Linked DNA regions of Sus scrofa: region 2 is linked to region 1. A link is a contact called in public Hi-C data. All regions are on one chromosome and are shown on one strand. Each heading gives the region's core, a stretch centred on a gene start, on an enhancer-like site or on the middle of the called end of the contact. The rest is flanking DNA. Distances are from core to core; before and after follow the strand shown.

The links. A called contact is a pair of places that touch in the nucleus more often than the background predicts.
Region 2: a Hi-C map of liver shows a contact between it and region 1, with 3 times the contacts expected there. The contact joins two enhancer-like sites. A contact is called at or near these places in 2 of 47 Hi-C or Micro-C datasets (embryonic fibroblasts and liver).

What each region holds. Positions count from the first base shown.
Region 1 is chr14:108,859,276-108,865,999 of Sscrofa11.1, forward strand. MMS19 (MMS19 nucleotide excision repair protein homolog) reads right to left here. Exons shown (of 31, transcript XM_013990467.2): 9 at 5,722-5,808; 10 at 4,717-4,791; 11 at 4,245-4,322; 12 at 3,218-3,356; 13 at 2,810-2,964; 14 at 2,487-2,565; 15 at 2,083-2,208; 16 at 1,402-1,483; 17 at 1,019-1,116; 18 at 768-917. Among named protein-coding and RNA genes, the nearest start is that of ZDHHC16, 20 kb to the left of the region's middle. Within about 2 kb of position 3,911, at least 20 of the 83 cell types and tissues checked have an H3K27ac peak or open chromatin away from gene starts, as enhancers often do. A contact at or near this core is called in liver, where this site is marked.
Region 2 is chr14:108,971,265-108,977,712 of Sscrofa11.1, forward strand. HOGA1 (4-hydroxy-2-oxoglutarate aldolase 1) reads left to right here. Exons shown (of 7, transcript NM_001190169.1): 2 at 86-214; 3 at 411-538; 4 at 1,600-1,734; 5 at 1,973-2,069; 6 at 3,712-3,845. It overlaps C14H10orf62, which reads left to right. Exons shown (of 1, transcript XM_021074392.1): 1 at 1-79. Among named protein-coding and RNA genes, the nearest start is that of C14H10orf62, 11 kb to the left of the region's middle. Within about 2 kb of position 2,552, at least 9 of the 83 cell types and tissues checked have an H3K27ac peak or open chromatin away from gene starts, as enhancers often do. A contact at or near this core is called in liver, where this site is marked.

The sequences.
Region 1 (6,724 bases), core at 2,661-5,160:
CTTGGGGATCCTGTTAAAAGGCAGATTCTGATCATTGGGGCCTGAGATTCTGCACTTCAAATAAGCTCCCAGATAATGCCCGGGCTGCTGCTTGACCAACCCTATTTTGAGCAGCAAGGCCTTACAGTGGTGCTTTTCTTTTCTTTCTTTTTTTCCATTTTTTATATAGTGATTTTTATTTTCTTCATTATAGCTGGTTTACAGTGTTCTGTCAATTTTTTCTACTGCACAGCATGATAGTGGTACTTCTCAATGGACTCCACATTAAAATCACCTGGGCAATTTTTTTTTTTGGGGGGGGGGGGCTTTTTAGGGCTATACCCGTGGCATATGGAGGTTTCCTGCCTAGGGGTCCAATTGAAGCTGCAGCTGCCAGCCTACGCCGCAGCCATAGCAACGTGAAATCCAAGCCATTTCTGCGACCTGCACCACAGCTCACAGCAACACCAGATCCTTAACCCACTGAGTGAGGCCAGGGATTGAACCGCCTCCTCATGGAAACTAGTCAGGTTCATTAACCACTAAGCCACAATGGGAGCTCCAAAATCACCTGGGCACTTTTAATAACTGTTGCTCAAGTTCCATCCTTCCTCAGAGACTGATTGAGTCAGACTGAGTGAGGACGAGGCATTCAGCATTTTAAAAAAGTTCCCGTGTGACTCTTACTATAGCCCCAACTGGAACCACTGCTTTAGAGGCATCAACTCCAAACCTGGCTATGGCTTCCCCTTCAGCCCAGCTCCTTGATGATTGCCCTTGGTGGTTACCTTTGTTCATCTGGCGGAGATGCTGCAGTAGAAGAGGCAGGGTCTCCTGGACAATGCTGGGGTGTGTTGAAATAGCTGACAAGGCTTGTAGGCAGCGCAGATGCTGGGAGCATTTGGTGGGCCCATCCCCTCTAGCCATATCTGACTCCTCTGAAAGCAACCAAGGAGATGAGGTTTTACCTGTGATGGCCGGCGTGAAGGCCCCAGCCTTCCTGGGAAAGGGTGAGCCACGGAAGATCAGAGACACATACCTATGCACAGCTCTTTGGCAAGCTTGGGCACTAGGTGGCTGCTGAAGGCTACAGGGTAGAGAGAGGCCAGGGTTCCTGATGCTTCCAGCGCTGCCCCCCTGCCAGGGCCCAGGACAGGTGAGCATTAGCTGCGGCTTGGCCCACGGCTCTTGGGCCTAGGCCTGCCATTAGACAGGTCCAGGAGCGTGGGCTCCTGAGGCCGCCTTGCTGACGAGTAGGTCTCAAGCACCTATACCACTAAGCTGGAGAGAACTTCTTAATGCCCAAGAAAAGAGAGCATTCCCACACCCCTCACACCTTGCAGGGCCTGCCTCCCCCCAGGAGAGCCAAAGGTCAGAAGCACAGAGCCCTGCACCAGCTTGCTCTATGCTCTAGATGCTCACCAACTCTGGGAATCCTCTTCCAGGAAGCTCAGTCTGTACAGGTGACCCACTGCCAGCTCCAAGTCCCCAGGAGACAGGAGATCTGTGTTAGAAGAAAACAGGAACCTCATCTTTCTTCCCCTGCGCCCACCACAACTCTTCCTAAAGTCCTGTTAGAAATCCCAAAGCAGAAGTTCCCTTGTGCTCAGCAGACCAAGGATCTGGTGTTGTCACTGCTGAGGCTCAGGCCTAGGAACTCCTGCATGTAGCGGGTGGGGCCAAAAGGAAAAATAAAAAGAAATAAATAAAAAGAAAAAAATAAAAAGAAATCCCAAATCATCCAGAGTTACAGTGAAAGCCAGGGAATTAAGACTACTCTCCACTGGGAGTTCCTGTTGCGGCACAGTGGGTTAAGAATCCGACTAGCATCCATGAGGATGCAGGTTTGATCCCTGGCCTCATTCTGTGGGTTAAGTATCCGGTGTTGCCAGGAGCTGTGGTGTAGGTCGCAGATTTGACTTGGATCTGGCATTGCTGCAGCTGTGGTATAGGTCAGCAGCTGTACCTCCCATTCAATCCCTGGCCAGGGAATTTCCATGTACTGCAGATGTAGCCTTGAAAAAAAGACTACTCTTCACTGAAGATAGAAAATCACAAGAAAGGGACCAAGAGCCCTGTCTTTTCTCTTTCCCTTAAGTGTACCTGGCTGGGCACCCAAGACTGTGAGTGTACGGATGCCAACAAGCTGAAGCTGGGTACTGGCGTCTGTCAGGGCCGTGAATACCAGTGAGCACAGCTGGTCCTTGAAGCCACTCAATGGCCTTTCATCTAGGGAGAGACAGAGTCCAGGTTAGAGGGAAGCCCTATTCAGCACTGATGCAAAGATACCATGGGGCAGATTTAAAGCATTTAATCCATTGGCTATCCAGGAAGTATACTAGAAAAAAACCAGGTCTCATCTGTTGCGTGTTCTCTTGTGCTACACCCTCAGAACAATAGGTCTGCTGTTCTAGATTACTTCTCTATAGCACACTTGGCCTGCCATCCTTTAGAGGGTTTCAGTGCGCAGCAGGCCTTAGAGTACCACATCTGGAAGGTGGCCTCACCCTTGTCTTCATAGCTCCATTTCTGTTGCAGCTTCAAGAAACCCAGGATCATTTCAAGGATTGTCCGCCGCTGGTTGCTCTGTAATGTTTTAAGGGGTATTGGAGTCAAAGAATATTTTTTAAAGAATTTCAGTCCTGCTACTGTGGATGTGGGGAGGATTATCCTTGTAGGTAAGACTGTCAGGAAATGAGTGAACAAAGGAACCAGCCACAGCTAACAGGAACAAAATCTAAGAGCTACTGTATCTGGGCCCAAGCTCAACGCTTAGCTCTCTCTCCTAGCAGTGGTCCCATGGTTTCCTCAAAAGGTTCTGTTTCCTTACCTGACTATGCTTGTGGAACTGCTCCAGGAGTAGAGGCAGCACATTGCTGGTGATGTGGTCACAGGCCCGGGCAGATGCACCTGCAGCCGCCTGCAAGAGTTTGGCACTAGGCCACACCAGTTTCATGTCCGGTTCACACAGATGGTGCCTGCAGTCTAGAGAGGCAGCACATCACAGACCTGGGGAGTAGGCTGAATGTTGCCTGGTTCCCCTGTAGGCCACAGAAGTTGGATGATGAGCCCCAGTTCAGTTGGCTAGCTGTTACCACTTAAACTGATTTCAACTCAAAGCAGGGCTCCAGCACCCAAATCTCTGAATGTGGGAGGCTACTTAAGAAAGGTGGCTGGCCTTAGGGGATTTCTTCTCTCTGTTGCTCACGCCCCTTTCTAGCTGCCATGGCCCCATTACCCTGTAGAATGTTGCTAAGGAAGGAGTCAAGGAGGTCCTCAGCATCAGCCCTCAGCACAGAACGAGACAAACACGCGGTCAGGGAGTTAAGGGCCGCCAGGCCCTCGGCCTCTACCCGCTCACTTGCCGTCTGGAACACCTGTCAGGGAGGGATCCCATGGCTACTGAGGTGAGCCTGCACCAGGTGAGACCCCACCCACCTACTGCCTATTTCCTGTCTGGGGTGGTGAGAACCAGAAGGAAGCAGCAATGGAAATTCACCCTTCAGATGAGCTTCTTTTTTTTTTGTCTTTTTTAGGGCCGTTCCCACGGCATATGGAGGTCCCCATGCTGGGGGTTGAATCAGAGCTACTGCTACCGGCCACAGCAACACGGGATCCGAGCCATGTTTGCGGCCTACACCACAGCTCACGGCAACACCAGATCCTTAACCCACTGAACAGGGCCAGGGATCGAACCCGAAACCTCATGGTTCCTAGTCGGATTCATTTCCACTGCGTCATGATGGGAACTCCCTCAAATGAGCTGCTTAACTGGTGTATTTTCACTAAGTCCTTAGTCCCACTAGGACTGGTACACACCCTTTTTGGGAAAGTGAATGCTGACCTTGAGCAGTGGTTGTTGGGATCCCCTTTCCCAGGTCTCTTCCCTCTCCCCCTACTCAGCCTGCGCTACGCTCGTGACCAGGGAAGGACACTGTGTGAGACTGATCACGTGCCATCACCACAGCTGACCCTACCCTCGTCATTCAACTACAACTCTCTCTCCCTCTCTTTTTAAAAAAATGTTTTGGCTGTGCCCGTGGCTTGCATAAGTTCCCTGGCCAGGGATCAAACACATGCCATGGCAGTGATCCAAGCCACAGCAGTGACAATGCCAGATCTTTAACCCCTAGGCCACCAGGGAACTCTGCTCTCTTGCTGAATAAACAGGCACAGCAATAGCGGGAAAAGGATAGGGGTGGTATGTCCCCTCATACCTGACAACTAGGAGTTAACAGCAGTGAATCTGTCTAAGTGACACTCACCTCTCTGCGGATAGAAGCCCAAAGGCTGGGTAGGAAGTCCTTTAGTTCCTTCTGTCCGTATACAGCACAGCAAGCATTCTGCCAAGGAAAGCACAGGTCACAGCGATCTACACACTCAGACTTCCTGGGATATGCAGGCACCTCAGCATAATGGCTCTCAGCAATAAAATCAGCAGGATTTCATAACCATCCCAGCCAGGTCACTGAAAAATAGGAGCTTGTCCTGATCGATGAAAAACAAGCATGAAGAGGGAGCCCTGGTCAGCCTTTCCTCAGCTGCCATTCAGTTACTCAGTTACAGAACAAGAAAAAATGCTCCTGAGGGCTTTAGGTCAACATATAGGCCCAGATCCTGGGTATCCCTCTCTTGAGGCCCACTGAACCATCCCTGGCTCTCCAAGAACCCATAATCCTTTAGCATCCTTAAATTGTCTAAAGACAGCTGGATCCTCGAAAGGGAAAAGTCACTCACCAGAGTCTGCAGAGAATCCAGCTTGGCACTCAGAAGCTCAGAATCCACTTTCTCTATCAGCAGGGGGAGTAGGAACTGCGGGAGAGAATGAAGAACTCAAGTGTGAGGTATGGGTGGCATTGAAGCCACACTAAGAGCACCCATCCTCACTGCCACCCCAGGGTAGGTGCTACATCAAGAGCCTGCCAAGCTGTGGTCAGGCTCCCAATGACCTGAAAAGTGGGCTGGCTGGCAAAGCTATAGAATTGCAAAAGATAGCACCATATAGGGATTAGGTTACTATTTTAAATGAAGGGATGGTAATGTTTTCTTTCTTTCTTTTTTCTTTTTTTTGTCTTTTTGCCTTTTCTGGAGCCACTTCAGCGGCATATGGAGGTTCCCAGGCTAGGGGTCTAATCGGAGCTGTAGCTGCCGGCCTACGCCAGAGCCACAGCAATGCAGGATCTGAGCCGCGTCTGCGACCTACACCACAGCTCACGGCAACACCGGATCTTTAACCCACTGACCAAGGCTAGGGATCAAACCCGCAACCTCATGGTTCCTAGTTGGATTCGTTAACCATTGTGCCATGATGGGAACTCCTGTTTTCTTTCTTTCTTTCTTCTTTTTCAGGGCTGCACCTGAGGCATATGGAGGTTCCCAGGCAAGGAGTCAAATTGGAGCTGCAGCAGCGGGCCTATGCCACAGCCACAGCAATGAGGGATCCAAACCGTGTCTGAGACCTACACCACAGCTCACAACAACACTGGATCCTTAACCCACTGAGTGAGGCCAGGGATTGAACCTGTGTCCTCATGGATCCTAGTCAAATTCGTTTCCACTAAACCACAATGGGAACTCCCGAGATGGTAATGTTTTCCACTTTGACAGTCTGAAGATACTTGCCACACAAGCCTGAAGACACATGCAGGATAGTACAGCCTAAAATGTGTACTGAATCCTTCCTTCCCCCATGTTTTCACTGTTCTTTCTTCAGTGCCTTCTATGGACTGGGGCTGGACCCACCTCGGCAAATCGCGGTGTAGAAGCCAGCACAGCTCGAAGACTGAGGATGAGATCCTCTCTCTGGATACCGTAGGGATCGTTAGGTGGCTGGAAAAGGGAGAAGGGGCCTGGGCTTGTATGGCTCTTTGGAGCACCCTGGACACAGGGCTGAACCTGGAAACCCTGCAGAACAGGGTGTGATTTATCCCCAGTCTGGCAGAAGAGTGTGGAATGAGGCCCCGGCAGGAAGACAGCTTGCTCTTACATGATCCTTGGGAATTTCTGTCTGGTGGGCGTTTATTTTCTAATTGATCATACAGTTTCCATCTGATCTATCATCTCGCCACTCAGAGATAAGCACCCTTACCTTTCTGGTGCAACTTTCTTCTCTCTAGATATAGTATTATGACTATGTAATTGGTAGACACTGTTCCCTTTAAAATATACATACACTTTAAGAAAATATGATCTTTTCTGAACATATGACTTGCAATCCATTCTTTCACTTAATACATTAGGTACATTTTTTCATGGTATTATTCTTTCATAACATTAGTTTTAGTGGCTGATACTATTCATTTATGTGGTTGAACCACAATTTATTTAAATAATCTCCTTTTGATGGACATTTCTATTTATTCACCTTTATAAAAAGCTGTACTCACAAGGAAATGTCAATATTCTGTGATAACCTTAGTGGGAGAAAAGAATGGATGTATGTATACGTATAACTGATTCACTTTACTTTGCATATGAAACTGATACAACATTGTAAGCCAACTATACTCCAATAAAAGTTATTTTTATTAAAAAAAAAAAGCTGTACTTCTGGCAACATAAAATGCGTTATTGATTTTCTGCATCAAGAAGGAAGATTTTTTTTGGGGGGGGGTTCTTTTTTTAGGGCCGCACCCATGGCATATGGAGGTTCCCAGGCTGGGGGGTCAAATCAGAGCTGCAGCTGCCAGCCTATGCCACAGCCACAACTTAGGATCTGAGATGCATCTTTGACCTACACCACAGC
Region 2 (6,448 bases), core at 1,302-3,801, 110 kb after region 1:
AACATGGGTGAGTGTAAGTCCAATATCCAGTTTTTCATAAGCGGATGAGAAGGTGTTGCTGGCTGTGATGGGGCCTCTCTCACAGGTTTCGTGGTCCAGGGTTCCAACGGCGAGTTCCCCTTCCTGACCAGCAGCGAGCGCCTGGAGGTGGTGAGCCGAGTGCGCCAGGCCATGCCTAAGGACAAGCTCCTGCTAGCCGGCTCCGGCTGCGAGTGTGAGGCCATGATGTTCGGGGCCCCGGGCGTGGCTGGGTGTGGGGGGCAGGGTCCTCAGCCCTGGGGCTGGCTTCAGTCCAGTCTTACTCTATCTCTTGTGCACTCCTTGCTTGCCCCAGAGACCTAGCCACCCCTTCTTCCTCCTGCTCTCAGCCTCCAAGGCCTGAAGGGAAGACTCCCTCTTTCTTCCTGCAGCCACTCAAGCCACAGTGGAGATGACGGTGAGCATGGCCCAGGTCGGGGCTGATGCCGTGATGGTGGTGACCCCTTGCTACTATCGTGGCCGCATGAGCAGCGCTGCCCTCATTCACCACTACACCAAGGTGGGAGTGAGGGGTGGGCTTGGCTTTAAGGCTTGGGACCAAGAGGAGGCTGGGTGAGATAGCAGTTCTGCCTGGGGAGAAGAGGGGAGGGGAGAGAAGCTGGGAGCAGAGTGGTGAGCCTACTTCCCATGAATGGCAGCTTTGGGAAAGGGGAGGGACGCCACTGTGAACCAACTGTGAGACAGTGGGCGACTGATCTAACCAGGCTGTTGCTGTTTCCTCCCCTCTCAGATGGGAGGAATGATGGAATCATCCTCCTAGGGAGGTGTGAGGATGGAGTTCGATCAGAACATAGAGGACTTAGGAGTTCCTGTCATGGCAGTGGTGAACGAATCTGACTAGGAACCATGAGGTTGCAGGTTCGAATCCTGGCCTCACTCAGCAGGTTAAGGATCTGGCGTTGCCGTGAGCTGTGGTGTAGGTTGCAGACGCGGCTTGGATCCTGCATTGCTGTGGCTGTGGCATAGACTGGCAGCAACAGCTCAGATTGGATCCCTAGCCTGGGAACCTCCATATGCCCTGAGAGCAGCCCTAGAAAAGGCAATAAAAAAACAAAACAAAACAAAAAAAACCCCCAAAAAACCATAAAGGACTTGGGAGTTTCTGTTGTGGCTCAGTGTGTTAAGAACCCTGCATAGGAGTTCCCACTGTGCCTCAGTGGATTATGATCTTGATTGGTATCCATGAGGTTACAGGTTCAATCCCTGGCCTCACTTAGTGGGTTAAGGATCCAGTGTTGCTGTGAACTGTGGTGTAGTTCACAGTTAAGGCTAGGATCTGGCGTTGCTGTGGCTGTGGCGTAAGTTAGCAGCAACAGCTCTGATTCAACCCCTAGCTCAGGAACTTCCATATGCAGCAGGTGCAGTTATAAAAACAAAAACCAAAAATCACAAAGGACTTAGAACTGCATCTGGCACACTCTAACTATCACCCAGTTTAGTGGTTGCGATCAGGTGCCAAGCTCTGTGACTTCTAGTCCAGGAGGGAGCCCTGGGAGAGGTCCCCTGCAGAGACCCAGGCCCGGGGCAGCTGCCTTCCCCCCTCTTCTCTCCTCCCCTCAGGTTGCTGACCTGTCTCCAATACCTGTGGTGCTGTACAGTGTCCCAGCCAACACGGGGCTGGACCTGCCCGTGGATGCGGTGGTCACGCTTTCCCAGCACCCGAATATCGTGGGCATCAAGGACAGCGGTGGTGACGTGAGTGGCAACAGCTCTCAGCTGGGGCACCCCCTCCTCTTTTTCTGCCAACTTCAGAGCAGTTCTGGGACCCACTTCAGTCCTGGGCCCCTGTGTGGGTTCCCTCTGCCCTGTGGGCTCTCTGGGGTTCGTCTGAACTTTGGGGCATTTCTCTGGGACCTGGGCACGTCTTCTCCCACACTTGCCCAGCCCCATCCAGGCTGGTGGCCCAGCTCTGACACCAGCTTTGCTGTTGCAGGTGACCAGGATTGGGCTGATTGTTCACAAAACCAGGAGGCAGGATTTCCAGGTGCTGGCTGGATCGGCGGGCTTCCTGCTGGCCAGCTATGCTGTGGGTAGGCTTCCTGCTGCTCTCCAACTGTGATGAGAGATCAAGATAAACCCAGACAGCTGGGTTCTGCTGGGAGAGACGGTGAGGGCTGGGGCTGGGTCTGCAGAGGGCCTTTGCCAGCCTGCCTGCTCCGAAGCCTCAGAGGCCAGGCCCGCTTCTCGCTTATCTGAATAGTGGGTGCTCGTAAGTGACCTTATTGGGCGGAAGAGGGTGTCTGTGTACAATCCCTGGCCTGTGGTGGGGATGTCTGTAGTTTGCTCTAAGTCCCAGGCTCCCTGCTTAGGTGACAAATTTAGGTCCTCTAATCTCACCTTGCAAATCATTCTCTGAGGGCAGAGACCGTGGGGCCCTTCCCACGAGTCCGAGAGTGTGTTTTCCTCCGACCCTGGGCCCAGGCCAGAGCGAGTTGTCAGGCGTGCAGGGTAGGGCGGAGGATCTTCAGCTGCCTGATCAGATTCTGTTCCAGTCCAGGAACCTAGGAATGTCACCATTAAACCAACTGCTCTTGACCTTGGGGTCAAAGTCCTTGAGTTCAGGTTGGAGTAGATGCTTCCCTCCCCTCAGCTGAAGCCCCAGTGAGTGAAGATTTGAGTGACAGTTTCAGCAGGGGCCATGCTGGTTCCTCTTCTCTCTGGTCTCTGCAGACTTTGGCTGGTGGTGTAGGTCCTGGATAATTCCCCTCGGCTATGTCCCAGTCTCGAAAGGGGGGAGAAGAGGGGACCCACTTATGCTACATTCCTGAGAGTGTGGTAGATGGAAATAGCACGGCTCTGGATCTGGGGATCTGAGCTGGAATCTGAGCTCTGCCATTTATTCACTGAATATCACTGGGCAAGTTATCCCACTGCTCTGGGCCCGAGTTTCCTCTCTGCTATGCATGGAGGTCTTGGGAGGACTCAAGAACATCGGCCCTGTGTCTGCCGTAGGACTTGGCACATAGTAGGTTTTCAGTAAATGGCAGCTATATTAGCTCACTCCAGATTGCCTGTTCTCTCTCCAGTCTGGAGGCCACTTTGCTCAGGATCACTTCTACCTAGCCTTGGAATCACACTCACAGGCTTGGCAGAAGTGGCAGGACCTTTGGAGATCACAGCCAGCCCGTTTTCATTGCCCAGATGAAAACAAAGAGGACGAGAGACAGCCCAAGATTTGTCCAAGTTCATGCAGCCAAAGGGAGGAAGTGCCCGGTCTCCTGTGTCTGGAGCATGTTCCCCTCCCTTTCCCTCCCCACCGCGTCCCAGGCTGAATTCTCTGGGGGGAATAAAATTTCAGTAGAGCAAAGGCTTCCTGTCTTTTCCACCCGCTTCCAGGACTGATGAGTCAGGGGGCTATTGGAGGAGCGTGGGGATGTCAGCTGGCAGGTGAGACTTTACTCTGAGGGGAAAGGGGTGCAGAGGAGGAACTGTCCTTGAGTTAGGCTCTGCTCCCTGCCCCCAGCCTGGGAGATTCTATGTTGAAGATGCTGGAAATATCCTCTGTGGAAATCTGTACTCTGTGAACGCGCAGAGCATGCGTTAGATGTGGCTAACCAGGGTGTAGAAATCCACAGCCTGTCTCCCCAGAACAAAGATGTGCCGGGGACCAGGATTTGGGATTCTCTGCAGGAAGAGGCTCTGGCTGATATTCTGCATTTTACTCTGTGGCAGGAGCTGTGGGGGGCGTGTGCGCCCTGGCCAATGTCCTAGGGGCTCAGGTGTGCCAGCTGGAGCGACTCTGCCTCACAGGGCAATGGGAAGATGCCCAGAAGCTGCAACACCGCCTCATTGAGCCAAACACCGCGGTGAGCTCCCAGCCAATGGCCCCAGAGTGAGGGTGGTCTGTGTCCTCATTGGAGCAGGAGCCAGGACTGGCACAGAGGTCCCCACTTAGTCTCTTTTCTTTCAGAAAGTCCTTTTCGAGAACACTCCAGTATGGGACTGCTTTGTGCCTCCCCAGCAAATCTTGACTTCAAAGCGGAGCCCCATTGGGTCTCAAACTTAAATGTGCATTAGAATTCATTTAGGGAGCTGGTTAAAATTCTACTCCTTTAGGAATGCCAGGAATAGGCATTGAAACAAGCATCCTGGGTGAATGTGACATAAGGAATCCTGGAACTTTACTTAGAGAGGCACTGCCTAGAGGAAGGGAACCCTGGGCCTTGAGAGCAACTTTTCAAGGGTCCAGATCTTGAAAAACAGTGATTGAAAATAATAGAGGAGTTGGAAGGCTAGGGGTATTCAGAGCCCGGTTTTCCCAGGAGAGTCCTGTCTTCAAATAATCCATTCTGCAGTCAGACCATGTACCTTCATTCTGTGTTGGGCGAGTCAAGGAGAAAAGGCAAGATGGAACGCCTGCCAGGGACAGGTGACGCTGTGCAGAGCCGTACTGGCACCAGAAGCTAAAGGAAAAATGCGTGTTCCTAGAGAGACATGTTTTTTTTGTATATTTTCAGTCAAATTTTTTATTTTGAGATAATTATAGGTTCACGTACAATGGTAAGAAACAATACAAGGAGATCCCACGTATTCATTACGTGGTTCACCTAACAGCAACACCTTACAGAACGACGGCACAATTTCATAACCAGGATTTTGACACTGATAAAGTCAAGTACAGAATATTTCTGCCACCATATGTATCCCTCTGTTATTCTTTTATAGCCATACCTACTCACCTCCTTCTCCTACCTCCTTAACCCCCAGCAACCACAAATATGCTCATCATTTTTATCATTTTATCAGTTTGACTGTTCTATAAATGGAATTATAGAGTCTATAACCTTTTGAGATTGGCTTTTTTCACTCAGCATAATTTTCTGGCAATTCGTTCAGGCACGTGTAGCAATAATAGTCTGTTCCTTTTTATTGCTGAATAGTAATTCATGATGTGGCCATAAACGACTTGTTCAACCAATCACCTCTTGAAGGAGAATTGGTTGTTTCCAGTTTAGGGATATCAAAAGCTGCTATGAACATTCATGAACAGGTTTTTGTGTGACCAGAACTTTTCATTTTTTTCTGAGATAAATACACAATTTTGGGAGTTCCTGTCGTGGCTCAGTGGTTAACGAATCCGACTAGGAACCATGAGGTTGCGGGTGCGATCCCTGGCCTTGCTCAGTGGGTTAAGGATCTGGCATTGCCGTGAGCTATGGTGTAGGTCGCAGACGCAGCTCGGATCCCGCGTTGCTGTGGCTCTGGCGTAGGCCGGCGGCTACAGCTCTGATTCAACCCCTAGTCTGGGAACCTCCATGTGCTGTGGGGGTGGCCCAAGAAATGGCAAAAAGACAAACAAACAAACAAAAAACACCACAATTTTGTTTGCATGTTTGGTGTTTTAAGAAACTGACCAACTGTTTTCCAGGTTAAGTGTACCATTTTTTTTTTGGTCTTTTTACGGCCTCACTCAAGGCTTATGGAGGTTCCCAGGCTAGGGTCAAATTGGAGCTGTAGCCACTAGCCTACACCACAGCCACAGCAACACCAGATCCAAGCAGCATCTGCAACCTACACCACAGCTCACAGCAACACTGGATCCTTAATCCACTGAGCAAGGCCAGAGATCAAAGCTGTGTCCTCATGGATGCTAATCAGATTCACTTCCACTGAGCCATGACGGGAACTCCTGTATTTTTAAAAAAATTTTAAATTATAGTTGACCTACAATGTTCTGTCAGTTTCTGCTGTACAGCAAAGTGACCCAGTTATGTTTCTTTTCTCACATTATGGTGCATCAATTTCCATCACAAGTGATTGGATATAGTTTCCTGTGCTCTACAGCAGGATCTCATTGCTTATCCACTCCAAATGCAGTAGTTTGTATCTACTCACCCCAAACTCCCAGTCCATCCCACTCCCTCCCCCTCCCCCTTGGCAACCACAAGTCTGTCCCCCATGTCCATGAGTCTGTTTCTTTTCTGCAGATAGGTTCATTTGTGCCATATATTAGATTCCACATATCATATGGTTTGTGATATCATATGGTATTTTTCTTTCTATTTCTGACTTACTTGACTTAATATGAGACTCTCTAGTTCCATCCATATGCTGCAAAGGGCATTATTTCGTTCTTTTTTATGACGGAGTAGTATTCCATTGTGTATATGTATCACATCTTCTTAATCCATTCATCTGTCGATGGACATTTAGGTTGTTTCCATGTCTTGGCAATTGTGAATAGTGCTGCAATGAACAGAGTGGTGTATATATCTTTTTCAATGAAAGTTTTGTCTGGATATATGCCCAGGAGTGGGATTGCTGGATTATATGATAGTATTCAGTTTTTTATTTGAGCCCCGAACCAAGGAAAAATTAGTCTGCAGGTTTTCCATTGCTAAAAACTACTGTGCTAAATAAGTCTGAGATGTGCATTATTTAGTTGCTTATTTGAAGAGAGAAAAGCAAT